Regions from separate parts of the Mus musculus genome. Here region 1 is linked to region 2. The links are chromatin contacts, called in public HiChIP or PLAC-seq maps. All regions are on one chromosome and are shown on one strand. Each heading gives the region's core, a stretch centred on a gene start, on an enhancer-like site or on the middle of the called end of the contact. The rest is flanking DNA. Distances are from core to core; before and after follow the strand shown. Region 1 has its middle 23 kb from the start of Srd5a3. Region 2 overlaps Kdr (kinase insert domain protein receptor).

The links. HiChIP or PLAC-seq counts read pairs in DNA pulled down with a chosen protein or histone mark.
Region 1: an H3K27ac HiChIP or PLAC-seq map of heart atrium shows a contact between it and region 2, with 5 read pairs. The contact joins two enhancer-like sites. A contact is called at or near these places in 3 of 484 Hi-C or Micro-C datasets (the HPC-7 cell line, nephron progenitors and uterus) and 1 of 115 datasets of contacts at active chromatin or transcription factors (heart atrium).

The regions. Positions count from the first base shown.
Region 1 is chr5:76,113,465-76,120,182 of GRCm38.p6, reverse strand. No RefSeq gene overlaps it. Among named protein-coding and RNA genes, the nearest start is that of Srd5a3, 23 kb to the left of the region's middle. Within about 2 kb of position 4,377, at least 5 of the 459 cell types and tissues checked have an H3K27ac peak or open chromatin away from gene starts, as enhancers often do. A contact at or near this core is called in heart atrium, where this site is marked.
Region 2 is chr5:75,929,143-75,936,331 of GRCm38.p6, reverse strand. Kdr (kinase insert domain protein receptor) reads left to right here. Exons shown (of 30, transcript NM_010612.3): 29 at 1-37; 30 at 1,714-3,505. The coding sequence ends at 1,909. Among named protein-coding and RNA genes, the nearest start is that of Gm32727, 45 kb to the left of the region's middle. Within about 2 kb of position 2,716, at least 91 of the 459 cell types and tissues checked have an H3K27ac peak or open chromatin away from gene starts, as enhancers often do. A contact at or near this core is called in heart atrium, where this site is marked.

The DNA.
Region 1 (6,718 bases), core at 3,128-5,627, 180 kb before region 2:
CGATTTTACAGGTCTTTACTTACTCAGCAGCTAGGATACATGTGTCTTATTCCAAACTCTGTGTTTCTTGGTTGAAGTATGTTATTTGTAGCAATAGGCTTAGAAAGCACAGGTTCTTTATGTAAGTGAGCGGTTTGCACAAATGCAGAATATGCTATGAAAATTCCCAAGGACATGGTATCTTTTTACATATCTAAAAAATATTTTATTTCCTTTTCCTTTTCAAGTGCCCTTCCTCCACCCAGTGTAGCAGTAGCAATTGTGTGTGTGTGTGTGTGTGTGTGTGTGTGTGTGTGTACCTTGAAGAGATCAGTGGTATGCTGGGTGAGGTAGTATTGGCTGGGGGACATGCAGTACTTTAAACACCACTGGGGAATCAGATTTTAGGGGAGCCAGCTAGATAACTACAGACAAGCCATTACTCTGAGTTACCAGGAGGTTGGATTATGTTAGCCAGTCTCAAACACAATATGCACAAGAGTCACCCCAGGGTTTGGCTTAACTATAAGTTCTGCTTCGGTAGACCGAAGATGGGGGCCTGAGTGTCTGTGTTTCTAACCAGCTCCTGGGTAACGAATGTGAGCCTGCAGCTTGTCTGTGGCCCCCATTTTGCAAAGTAGGGCGGAAGTTGGTGTCACCTGGTAAACAGATGGTGTGAGCTATATACTAACTTTCATATGTCTACATTTATTTAGTCATATATATGTATATAAGCCATTACTGTGTGTGTGTATATATATATACATATATATGACACACACATATATATATACATGTATATATACACAAATGTATGTATATATGTGTATATATATAACAGGTTTGTGTTATATATATATATATATATATATATATGTATATGTATATATATATGTGTGTGTGTGTGTGTGTGTGTGTGTGTGTGTATGCACATGTGACAGTCAGAAAACAAATGACTAGAAGGAGAGAATTAGTTCTTTCTTTATATTTGTGAGGGTCCAGAGACTGAACTTAGGAAGTCAGACTTTAGTGGCAAATGACCTTACTTGCTGACCCCTTGCCAACCCTTTCAATTTAAAAAAATATTTATTTATGAACTTAATATATGTATGTGTCAATGTGAACTTTCACATCTCTAGCAGTCACAGTGAGTAGGTAAAAATAATAGTTGTAATAATAGTGAAGTAGCCGTATGTACTGTAATCACAATATAAACACTGTACTCAATACGTTTCACAGCCTTTTCTCCACTTTATACTTTCTAAATTCTGTATTTTGTGTTTATGGAACAACTCAGTTTGAACTTTCCCGATATCAGCTTCTTGAAGGAATTCATGCCTGTGAGCTCCGCAGTCAGGGAAAGGAGGCAGGGATATCTGGAGTTCAAGTCAGGAGCGTCAGCCTGAGTGTCGTAAGATCCTATTTCAAATGAAACAACATAAACCGAAGATGCTCAGTAGCCACATGGGTGTTACTGGAGGATGCAGGGTGGGCCACATCTGCCACCTGTACCACCACCTGTATCAGTCAGTACCCTTTCTCATGATTCATCCGCCTCCCATTTCAAATGGACTTCTGCCTGCAGATGGCGCTAATGCCCTGTATTTTGTTCCCTGAAACTTGTTTTTAAACGGTTGAGCAAACTTAATATTACCTATGCAATCCCTTCTTGATTTGTTCATTCTGTAATTTTCGTTACTATGATCTATGGAAGGTAAGCCTTATGTGCTCTGTATTCTGGACCAACAGAAGGAAATGTTATCTGTTCTTGGGGGCAAGGTATAAAGTTGATCTCCAATTATATAATATCCTTGGTCCGGGTTTGATAACCAGATGTTTAATGGAATAACAATGGAGGCAGGAAAACTGCTCACGAGCTTCTGTCAGGCTCAGATAACTTGGTAAAATTTTTTATGGAGCAAAAGAAAGTATTTCTTTTTCCATTTTGCCTAATACAAGGAGTATTGTGAGGCTTGTGTTACATTTTCTGGAAAGGAACCAATGCATGCAGTCATTAACCTCCACTTCCACGGGGTCATCTTATCCCTACTCCAGCCACACCATATCCAAGAGACTGCATCTTCCGGAAGAATGTCTTCTCATAATAAAACATAGTCTTAAGAAGATGTGCCCAGGGGCTGGCGAGATGGCTCAGTGGGTAAGAGCACCTGACTGCTCTTCTGAAGGTCCGAAGTTCAAATCCCAGCAACCACATGGTGGCTCACAACCACCCGTAATGAGATCTGATGCCCTCTTCTGGTGTATCTGAAGTCAGCTACAGTGTACTTACATATAATAAATAAATAAATCTTTAAAAAAAAAAAAAAAAAAAGAAGACGTGCCCAGCACCCGTTAGATTTTGTTTTGGAGGTAGCATCTGGCTATGTAGTCCAGGCTAGCTAAAACTCTCGGTGTAGATTAAGTTGACCTCCAGTTCCCATTAAGCCTTGTGCCACTGCCACAGCAGTCCCCCGGAGAGCTTGCATGTGTCACTGCTCCTGCTCCAGTGTCCAATCTCAGAGGAGCCTGTTGTTGGTCTTCTGTCTGCGTAACTCTCTAGTGAGAGCTAATATAGGTTAGGAAATACCTTAGGTGTTGTGTACAGAGACTGATGTGAGGCACAACTGCCACAGTAAAGCGATGGGGTAGTTACTGCCCATCACCTCCACTTTCGAAGAGGAAACGGCTGTGTGGACAGTAACTGACTTGTCCTGGAGCATCTATTACAGGGTAGAGAATGAATTTGCACCCAGTCTGCCTGACTCCATAAGTAATTCTATCTTCTACATTATATGGAGGAAGCTTGCTCTCTCTCTCTCCCTCTCTCTCTCTCTTTAACTTGGCAGTCAACAAAACGCTAAACAGAAACTGTCCTCTAATTTTTAAAGCCTAAGGTATTCTCAGTGATACAAAGCTGCCTTTTTAACATAAACCAAACTTGTCTAGACCAAAGCCCAAGAGCAAAGTGCTTCTTCTGGTCCTAGTTCTCATTGGGTTATCTAATGACTCAGACAAAGTGTCTTAGTTGCTGTTCTATTGCTGTGATGAAGCACCACACTGTTACATATGCAGCTAGAGCCATGAGTTTATTTTCGAGGGTTCCAGAGCTCCTAAGCGTCCATCACCACCACAATAGGCAGGAAGCACCAGGCACGGCGAAAGGAACCATTGAGAGCACACACACACATCTAGAACTGCAAGCAGAACACACGCGCACGCACACGCACACACACACATGCACACGCACACACACACACACACACACACACGCACACACACACACACAAACACGCACACACACGGGAAGTGAGGAGATTGGGGATTCACAGGTGAAAATGTGTTCACAGGCAAAAAAATGTTGTACATTTTCTGGTAGAATGTGCCTTTCTTCCCCACCTCCTCCACTGTGTTTCCCCCTCCCCCTTTCCTAAATAGAGTGTGACTGCATTCGAGGACCTGCAACTCTTGGGACCAGTTCACTCTAAGGCAGTGGGTCGAGACCCCTTCGAGTACTCACACACCCTTTTCACAGGGGTTATCTGAGACTATAGGGAAAACACAGCTATTTATGTTGCAATTTACGACTGTAGCAAAATTACAGTTGTGAAGAAGCAACGGAAATAATTTTACGGTTGGGGTTCACTGCAACATGAAGAACTGTATTAAAGGATCTAGAAAACCAGTCCAAGAGACTTTTCCTAATCAGATTCCTTCTTTTGTTGTTGGCTAGAAACAAAGCCACTTAGGCCAGAAAGTCGTGTCACTTCAATGGGGAAGGAAGATGTATTTTGGTGAATTTATAGGTGGCATATGACCACAGGACAGCCTTTCAGTACTCAGAAGAGCGCAGGCAAACATGGAGAACAGTTTTCCTGTGTGGTGAGCTTGGAGAAGGAGGGGTGAGCTGGAAAAGAGGGCCGACTTCCTCACGGAGAAGAGCAGACGACAGCGGCCTGTTTTGAGTGCTTTCACCCTGTGCCCAAGGCTGGCTCAAGCACAGTGGAGTTGAATTATGTGAGGGGCTTAATTGAAAGGAACGTTCTTACAGAGGAAATGGGCATTTGGTTTCCTTTTTGTAGAGCAGGCAGGTGACAGATAGTGACTGGTGTGAATTAGGACTTCCTTCTTACCTCCCCCACCTGTCCCATGCCCTGACTACCTGGAATCTCTTGGTCACTGGGATAAGGTGAGTAGCAGAGGTGTTCCCACAGAGGCTCCACAACCACAGGAAACTGATTTGACCTTCTGACCTGCTCCTAAGTGACACTGGCAAGTCCCGTAGCTTCTTAACCTTTATTTCCTCCTTTGGAAACACAAATACCATCTGTGCTGATAGCCTGGCAGAGCTGCTGGGAGAGTCACATTAGGTAATGGAATTCTCAAGGGCAGCCAGCGTAAAGTCCGGTGATAACGTTGATGGGCAATGGACTTCTTGACCGTGGACTTCTGTAGTGTGAAGGCTCACATGAAATCTCCTTGCCTTTGTTTTGTTAGGGAGAACAGATGGGAGACCATAAGCAGTCTCTACAGGATGCTGCTGTTCATTGAATTCCAACTCACAAGGGCCAGCCAGCACCTTGCTTCCAACAGGATTAGTTTCCTGACTCCCTACTATGCCCGGGTTGCTAAGCTCCATTCACTTACCCAGGCCTGCCTGCCTGAAGGCTCCAAAATGAAGATACTAGGTCAAGTTCACAGGTGCTAAGTGGCAGGGCTGAGATTCCACAGCAAGGCCGTGCTCTCACGTGGAAGGCTGACTGTGAGGGTGTGGTCATACTATGCTTCTGATCGAGCTGTCCAAGAGGGCTCAATTCCTCCAAACCTCCTCCACACTGGAAATTCTAACATTGAACACTTTCCTAATATCACCATATTAAGATGGGGGGAAATGACATTTCATTTCTGTTTTTATTTTAATTTGCATTGTATTCATATCTTATTCTGTAGCAAATATGTCTTCCTTGGGGAAGCCCATATACACTCTCTAAGCTCTGTGTGTGTGTGTGTGTGTGTGTGTGTGTGTGTGTGTGTGTGTATGGGGTGGGGGGCGTGTGTCCCTCCCCAGTCTGCTTCCTGCTAGAACGGAAACTAGAGAAGATGCTTAGAACAATGGGGCCAATCCAGAGCCCCTCAGGGACACTGTCCTTGTTTCTATTTTGTTTTGGATTTAGACAAGGCTATGTAGCTTTGACTGGCCTGGAACTTGCTAGATAGACCATAGAGATATGCCTGCTTCTGCCTCCCAAGTTCCAGAATTAAAGGTGTCTGCCATCATGCTTGTTTTGTTGTTAAGTCAGGGTCTTTTGTAGTCAAGGCTGACCTCAAACTCTCTATGTGGATGAGGCTAACCTTGAGTTTCTGATCCTCCTGCCTCTACCACCATAGTGCTAGAATTACAGATATGTGCCACTGCGTACCATGAGCAGTTGATGTGGTCCTGGGCATTGAACCTAGCTAGAGCCTTCTTGCACATTAGGCAAACCCCTTGCTGACTGTGCCCCACCCCCAGCCTCCTCAGATCTTATTTTGAAATGTTTGAAGCACACTAACATTCCTTGAGAAGTTTTATGCCTTTCAGAGATTTTAGCTATGAGATTTTGTGTCATACCTATACCTGTTTTGTGACTGTGAAAGAACTCTCTCTGTGTGTGTGTGTGTGTGTGTGTGTGTGTGTGTGTGTGTAGGGGACAGTGTTGGGATGGGGTCTAGATCCCTGCATATGCTACCCAAGCACGCAACCTTACCTGGGGCCCAAATTGTCTTCAGGTTTTTAGGATGTCTGCTGATAAATATAAAAAGAGGGGTTTTTTTGTTTGTTTGTTTTTGTTTTTTTTATAGTCACCTGGAGAGATACTATTTTTATTTATTTTAGTATTTTGTTTATGAGTGTGCTCACACATCGCATGTTGGAATACGTATCTCTACTCTTACACTATGCAAGTCTAGTATGAAGTTGTAAAAGTGTGTGAGGGGGGTCTTTCCTCTTCTTCCCAAGCTCCCAGAATTGAGCTCTGGGACTCAAATTATACTTACAAATGCCTTGGCCATAAGGTATGGCTGTTCCCTGACTAGCTCATGTATTAATTGTCACATTATTCTATTCTAAGTTCTGCCAATTGGCTGGTTACCTCTATTCAGCTCTTAAGCTTTTGTGCTCCTCCACGTCCCCAGGTGAATCTCCCACACCTGGCTCTGTCCCAGAATTCTTGCTTCCTACGAGAATTCTGGCCTTCTATTTCCTGCCTCAGCTATAGGCCAATTATCTGTACTTGACAGGCAAAGCTTCCAAGCAGGCATAAGAGATTTCTTCGACATGAGGTGGTTATTTTCTTATGTTTACCAAAAACTTCACTAATTGGTAAAGTTATTACTGTGTGGGACTTCAGACTCTTGGGATCTATATAGATTAGATTCTGGGATCCTATATATCCTTGGGGTAACAAGTCACTCAGATTTACCAAAAGGAATAATTAGCTAATACCCCATAACCTGACAAGGACCAGCAACCCCAAAAGGAAAAAACATGAATCTTCTCTACAGGGAACCACAGGCCAATCTCAGCCACTTGCTAACATATCTAGTAGTATGGGACATATTAGGGTACAAGAAGAAAGTGTTGTCAAGCAACTCCTGAGCCTGATGCCCAGTGTTTCACTCTGGTTATTTGGAGCTGTCCAGCTGAGGAGACAGAGGTATCTATTGCCTCCTATTCTACAACAAAGAGAGAGCCAGTGGGCTG
Region 2 (7,189 bases), core at 1,467-3,966:
CTCTGGAAGACAGGAACAAATTATCTCCATCTTTTGGGTAAGACTCAGCCTACTAAGGAAGAATATTTCAATACGTATTTTTGGAAGGGCATAATAAAGACATTCAGTGTAGATGTGGTTTCTTTTCTGGTGCCTTTGGAGGTTGATGACATTAATATTCCAAATTAGCAATTTGATAAAGAGGTAAAATAAACTAAGCCATGAAATTGGTGAGTCTGAAGAAAACCCTGAAGCAAGTTAGAGTATTTGGCCAATTTCTAATGACTACATTTGTGAAGGCTATGGGACTGATACGGGCCAGCAGAGTGACCTGTGGCTTCTATGGCCCTGGCCAAACTGCAAAGATGTCAGCAGGTACCATGATCCTGAAGAGTGAAGACTTTGCAGACTCTGATGGACTGTCAAACCTGTACTTAGATGGCTTTATCTGTAATTAAGAAAGATGATATATAAATACATACATATTCACTTATTTCATATATTTAAATATGATTCTTTGAGTCACTGCCTTTTCAGTTGGGGGAAAACTATTAAATTTATTCGAGTCATTCTTCCTTATGACTCAACAGGTATATATAGGCTTTGAATAAATGTACCTGATTTAAATATTAAAAAAATCTTTATGTTTCTAAGAAGAGTGGGATAAGAGTAGTTATTTGTTTGCTGGCAGGCTCATTCTAGGTAGGGAAAACCCAAGATTTGATCTACACACCAGAGAGCTGCTGTACGAGGTGGGGTTCCCTATGGACTTTTGAGTGATGTCTATACAACAACAGTAGCCACAGTAAACTTGGCCGTTTTCTTTAAGGCCCAGCAAGAAGGCATGGGCACCAACCACATGCTTCTTTCATTGACTCAAACAATAGTGACTCAGAGCTATTAGGTGGCCAGGATCATGCCTCTGTTTGAGACACAAACTGGTTTGGTGTGGGAAGTGAAGAGCGGGGCTGGGAGGGGAAACATACTTGTGGTTCTTTGAACTTACATGAAACCGTATTTGAACACAGAGTAAACAAACTCTCTCTGTGGCTTTTATCATGAATAATAAGAATAAGACCCCTTCGAGGGCAAAGCCCGAGCTTTTCGGTCCACACAGCCCACGTTTGTTAGCTTTGACATGACTACTATGTCATTGGAAACATTCTCCAGTTGCTGCTGAGTGACTGAACCCCCAATTTGTCCAAAGAATTTGGTTTGGATGAGTAAAAAACAGTTTTTGACATGTCTGGCCTGACTGTACACTAGCTTTTTTTTTTTTTCTCCCCCTCTACAAATTTATTAACATCTTTTATAGACCACTTAGCTCCCTAGGTGACCGAACAGGAAAAACACAAATGAACTTTTAGACCATCCCGATATCGTTTAATATCATGAAAGAGACCCTGTGACTTCTATCACTGTAGACAAACTTGTCAATCGTCAAGGCTGTAAAACTCTTCCATTGGTTGGGGGCTCTGCATACCTCAGCAGAACGGCCTTTTATCTCGTCTCAAGCTTGAAAGACTTGGACCCGAATAAGAGGACTTATCTGCGACTACTAGCTCATGCCAGTACCTGAGAGTAGACCTTGTCTGAGGCTGATTAGGGAATGAGAGAGAGGGGCTAGTGTCTCTGGAGGGGATTCTACTTCCTTGAGCTCGGGCTTTGGTGACTGTGTAAAGCAAATGAGCCGGCTTCCCTTTTTAATTCATTCGCTTGCTGTTTCTTCTACAGTGGAATGATGCCCAGTAAAAGCAGGGAGTCTGTGGCCTCGGAAGGCTCCAACCAGACCAGTGGCTACCAGTCTGGGTATCACTCAGATGACACAGACACCACCGTGTACTCCAGCGACGAGGCAGGACTTTTAAAGATGGTGGATGCTGCAGTTCACGCTGACTCAGGGACCACACTGCGCTCACCTCCTGTTTAAATGGAAGTGGTCCTGTCCCGGCTCCGCCCCCAACTCCTGGAAATCACGAGAGAGGTGCTGCTTAGATTTTCAAGTGTTGTTCTTTCCACCACCCGGAAGTAGCCACATTTGATTTTCATTTTTGGAGGAGGGACCTCAGACTGCAAGGAGCTTGTCCTCAGGGCATTTCCAGAGAAGATGCCCATGACCCAAGAATGTGTTGACTCTACTCTCTTTTCCATTCATTTAAAAGTCCTATATAATGTGCCCTGCTGTGGTCTCACTACCAGTTAAAGCAAAAGACTTTCAAACAGTGGCTCTGTCCTCCAAGAAGTGGCAACGGCACCTCTGTGAAACTGGATCGAATGGGCAATGCTTTGTGTGTTGAGGATGGGTGAGATGTCCCAGGGCCGAGTCTGTCTACCTTGGAGGCTTTGTGGAGGATGCGGGCTATGAGCCAAGTGTTAAGTGTGGGATGTGGACTGGGAGGAAGGAAGGCGCAAGCTCGCTCGGAGAGCGGTTGGAGCCTGCAGATGCATTGTGCTGGCTCTGGTGGAGGTGGGCTTGTGGCCTGTCAGGAAACGCAAAGGCGGCCGGCAGGGTTTGGTTTTGGAAGGTTTGCGTGCTCTTCACAGTCGGGTTACAGGCGAGTTCCCTGTGGCGTTTCCTACTCCTAATGAGAGTTCCTTCCGGACTCTTACGTGTCTCCTGGCCTGGCCCCAGGAAGGAAATGATGCAGCTTGCTCCTTCCTCATCTCTCAGGCTGTGCCTTAATTCAGAACACCAAAAGAGAGGAACGTCGGCAGAGGCTCCTGACGGGGCCGAAGAATTGTGAGAACAGAACAGAAACTCAGGGTTTCTGCTGGGTGGAGACCCACGTGGCTGCCCTGGTGGCAGTGTCTGAGGGTTCTCTGTCAAGTGGCGGTAAAGGCTCAGGCTGGTGTTCTTCCTCTATCTCCACTCCTGTCAGGCCCCCAAGTCCTCAGTATTTTAGCTTTGTGGCTTCCTGATGGCAGAAAAATCTTAATTGGTTGGTTTGCTCTCCAGATAATCACTAGCCAGATTTCGAAATTACTTTTTAGCCGAGGTTATGATAACATCTACTGTATCCTTTAGAATTTTAACCTATAAAACTATGTCTACTGGTTTCTGCCTGTGTGCTTATGTTAAAAAAAAAAAGAAAGAAAGAAACTGTTCTTTTCATTTGGTACCATAGTGTGAAGAGCTGGGAGCAATGACTGTTAAACATGCTATGGCACATCTATTTATAGTCTGTTATGTAGAACAAATGTAATATATTAAAACGTTATATTATATATAATGAACTTTGTACTACCCACCTTTTGTATCAGTATTATGTACCACTAGAGAGATTACAAGGCTTTCAGCAGCCGCTGTTGTTTTGTTAAAGACTTTGAGAAACTCGAAGGAATCCTTTCATGGAATATGCAGCTATATACCCTACCGTCTCTCTCATCTCAAACGGAGGAGGAGGAGGAGGAGTCAGGTATAATGTGAGTGTGTTCTACGTGTCCTTGTTCTCTGTTCTTAGGAGGAATGATTTCATCAAATGTTTATATGCTTTATAAACCAATAAACGTATTCTGAGTAAAGAGACCCAGTGTTATCATCTTATCACAACAGCTCCATGCCTCGTCTTCGTTACAATCATAATTCATACAGAAACACGTCCTTGTCACATCCCGAGCCCGTGGGATGTGTAGTTGTGTGGCCTCCCAGTGAACCTCAGATCTCTGGTGTGAGATCCTGGAGCAGATGCAGGAACACTTCACTGTCTAGCTAAGGTCAGAGTGTAAGATCCGTTATCGACATTTTGAGGGACTGCTTTTGTCTGAATACAAAGAGCAAAGCAAATCCCTGGTGCTAGCCTGGGTCTCCACCTCTAGCAATGCTGACCATGATTTTCTTGTGTTTGGGAAAGACGGTCTTCAGCCCAGGCTGGCCCCTATCTGCCTATGTAGCTAAGGATAGCACAGAGCTCCGGTTCTATTCTCTCCATCTCCACAGTGCAGATTGCAGGCATGCACTACCGTGTCTGGACTTCACTGACATGTTTTCTTAAATATAAGAGTTTGAAATGTTTATCTAATCAAATATGGCTATCTTTTTTTTTTAAAAAAATAGCTTTCAGGGTTTTATTTGCTTTTTTTATGAAGTACTTCTCCTCAAATCTAAAGTAATACCAAAATTTAGGGTTTTTTATTAGATTTTCATCCACCAGAGGTTTCTTTTCATACACAAAGTAAAGCAAGGTCTAATTTTTTATTTTTTTTGGCAAGCAGACTGTCAACATGGCAGTTCTATTTATGATGTGTGACTCTTCTCCCTGTAGTCGGAGAAATATCCAGATTTCATTACTCTTCAACCCTACCATCTTGCTAAGGCATTCTCCCCAATGTTATGATTTAAAAAGTAGCTGTGTGTGTGTATGTGTGTGTATGTGTGTGTGTGTGTATGTATGTATGTATGTGTGTCTGTGTGTATGTATGTGTGTATATGTGTGTGTGTGTGTATGTGTGTGTGTGTATGTATGTGTGTGTATGTATGTGTGTGTATGTATGTGTGTATCTGTGTATCTGTGTGTATGTATGTGTGTGTCTGTCTGTGTGTGTGTCTGTGTGTGTGTCTGTGTGTGTGTATGTATGTGTGTGTATGTGTGTGTATGTATGTGTGTGTGTGTGTGTGTGTATGTATGTGTGTGTGTGTTTGTGTGTGTTCCTAACAGCCAGGGATATTGCTGGGACCCATTAACCAGGCCCTGCAGGGAGCTCCTCGCCCTCCATTTTATCCAGCCTCTTCCACTAAATGAATGGAAAGAGAACCTAGGTTAGTCAGGGTGGGAAGACCCCAGAGAAAAACAGAGTTTTCTTCCCTTTCAGAGAAAAAAAAATGGCTTGGCCTCTCGAAAGTGGCTTCTGGCGTCGTTTCTGATGTCAGGAATTTGGATGCAAGCAAAACTCCACACTTTCTGAGGAATGCCTTCCTCACCCTATGCAGAATGATTACAGGTAGGGTTTGGCCTCTGCGACCTCTCTGTCTTCCACATGTCTGCTAGCTGGTTTTCCTCTCCTCTCTTGCCCCTGCATTGAAGACATGGCAGTAGCTTTTTAGAGTGCTTCTTGCTTGGTCCTAGGTTCAAATTTTTAAGTGGAGGCATTTGGTATGTTGAAGCACGGCTTTGCCTGTGCCCCCCAAGGCTTCTGCTCTCTCTCCTTCATGCCCTTCACTCCATCCTCCTCCTTGTGTCCTCTGTCTGCTCACCTTCTGTTTCTCTGCCCACCGCCCCCTTAGTGCCTGCACTCCCCTGGCAGCTCGCTTTCTATTCCACAACATCACAGGAGAGGAGAGAGCTGTGGGGAGGTTTGAGCTTCTGGTCCCTAGTCAGGCCTCCTCCTCAATGAACACTCTTGTCCTCTGCAGTGAAAAGAGAGAAGAAAATGAAAGCCATAACCTTATGCTTAGAAGTAGGTAACTTAACCGAGCTCTCCTGTCTCCCTTAGCTTCTTCCTCTCTGCCTCTGAGTCAGAGATGCATCCTTGGGCGATAAAATGTTGGCAAACTTAGAAAATCTTTAGGAAAACTGGACACTTTTCCGATACAACTGTCCTCGTTTAGAAGTAGTGGGCCTGTCTGCACTCTTCATTAGGCAGCGAGTGCAGCTCAAAAAGGGCTTAGACTCCATGTTTATAAAATCATGCTAGAGGGATAAGCTAGCTCGGTGGCCAAGAGCTTGTTGCTCTTTCAAAGGACCCAGGTTTGATGACCCAGCACCCAAATGTGATAAGCCAGCACTCACACCTGATAACATCAGCTCCAAGAAGCCTGATGGCTTCTGGCCTCCGAGGAAACCTGAAGATACATGCCGTACACTTATATCTACACAGACAAAGACATATACACAGATAGCAGAAACAGACACCAAACACACACTGCATGAATACTAACACTAATACTAATATTAAAATTAAAATTGTACTTTCAAACAAAGCTTCTCCAAGTGAAGGAGGTAGACAAAAATTTGTAAAAGAAAAAAAAAAATTGACAGCAACTTGAAGCCCAGTCCTGCCGAGCATTGCAGACTCTTCCTACATGTAAAAGAAATTAACAAGGCAAAATAAAATTGTTTACTCCGTTTTGACTGGGATGGAGAAATGTGCTGGAATCTGGCAGGGGAGACAAGAGTTTGGCCCCAGCCAGGTTGGCCTGCAGTCCTGCAGCTGACGTGGAAGACACACCATTTCCAGCCCAGAAGTCTCACTCAGAGATAAGGGCAGGGAATTAGGAGAAAGTGTTTGAGCCAGGACTACTGATAACACGAAGGCTGCAATAAACTGTCAACAACATCGAGTAGATGTCCTTAGAAGACACTGAGTTACACCTAAGATTCTTCTCCATAGTAGGGAACTTCTAGCTTTTTGGTACCTCAAAAACACCAGCCTCGGCAGTTTCGCTGTTTTAAGTTTAAATATAAAGAAATAAACATACAATACGTATCTTAATGTTTGATGCCAACTTACTTTTATGAGGATGTTACATCACAGGATGGATGAATTTGTTGATGACAGTGTCTTCTTGCACACCATTTGTGTGGTTTTTCAAATGTTAGACACCTTGCTAAGAAAAAGGGAAAGAGTATAAGACATCTGGGCCTCTTCCCTTTTATTTTTGCCCCAGTTTTATTCTGCCCTTCCCCCCTTTTATAACAGATATCTTAGGGGACCTCTTATCCATTTCCTGTTACTACAGCAGAATACCACAGACATCATAGTTTATGAAGAAGAGGTATTAGCTTATGAGGCAGGGGCTTGGAAGTCTAATATCAAAGTGCTGGCTTCTGCTAAAGGCCTTTTTGATGCATGACGTGGTCATGGAGGTACATCCCAGGCAAGGCAGAGCGAGTGGGCTAGCAAACACCTCCCTTCTTCTATCTTCTCTTAACATATTGATGCCACCCACCTAGGAGCCTAAATCTCATGATTTCTTCTAATCCAATTGCCCCCAAAAGTCTCACCTCTAATTATCACCACCATGTGACTTTGTGGAGTGGAGTGCTATGTGCTCACCCCTTTAACACATCAACTTTTTAAAAATTAGATATTGTCTTTATTTACATTTCAAATGCTATCCCCTTTCCTAGTTTCCTCAACAAAAATCCCCCTATCCCCTCCCCCTGCTCCCCAACCCACCCACTCCTGCTTCCTGGCCCTGGAATTCCCCTGTACTGGGGCATAGAATCTTCGAAAGGCCAAGGGCCTCTCCTCCCATTGATGGCCAACTAGG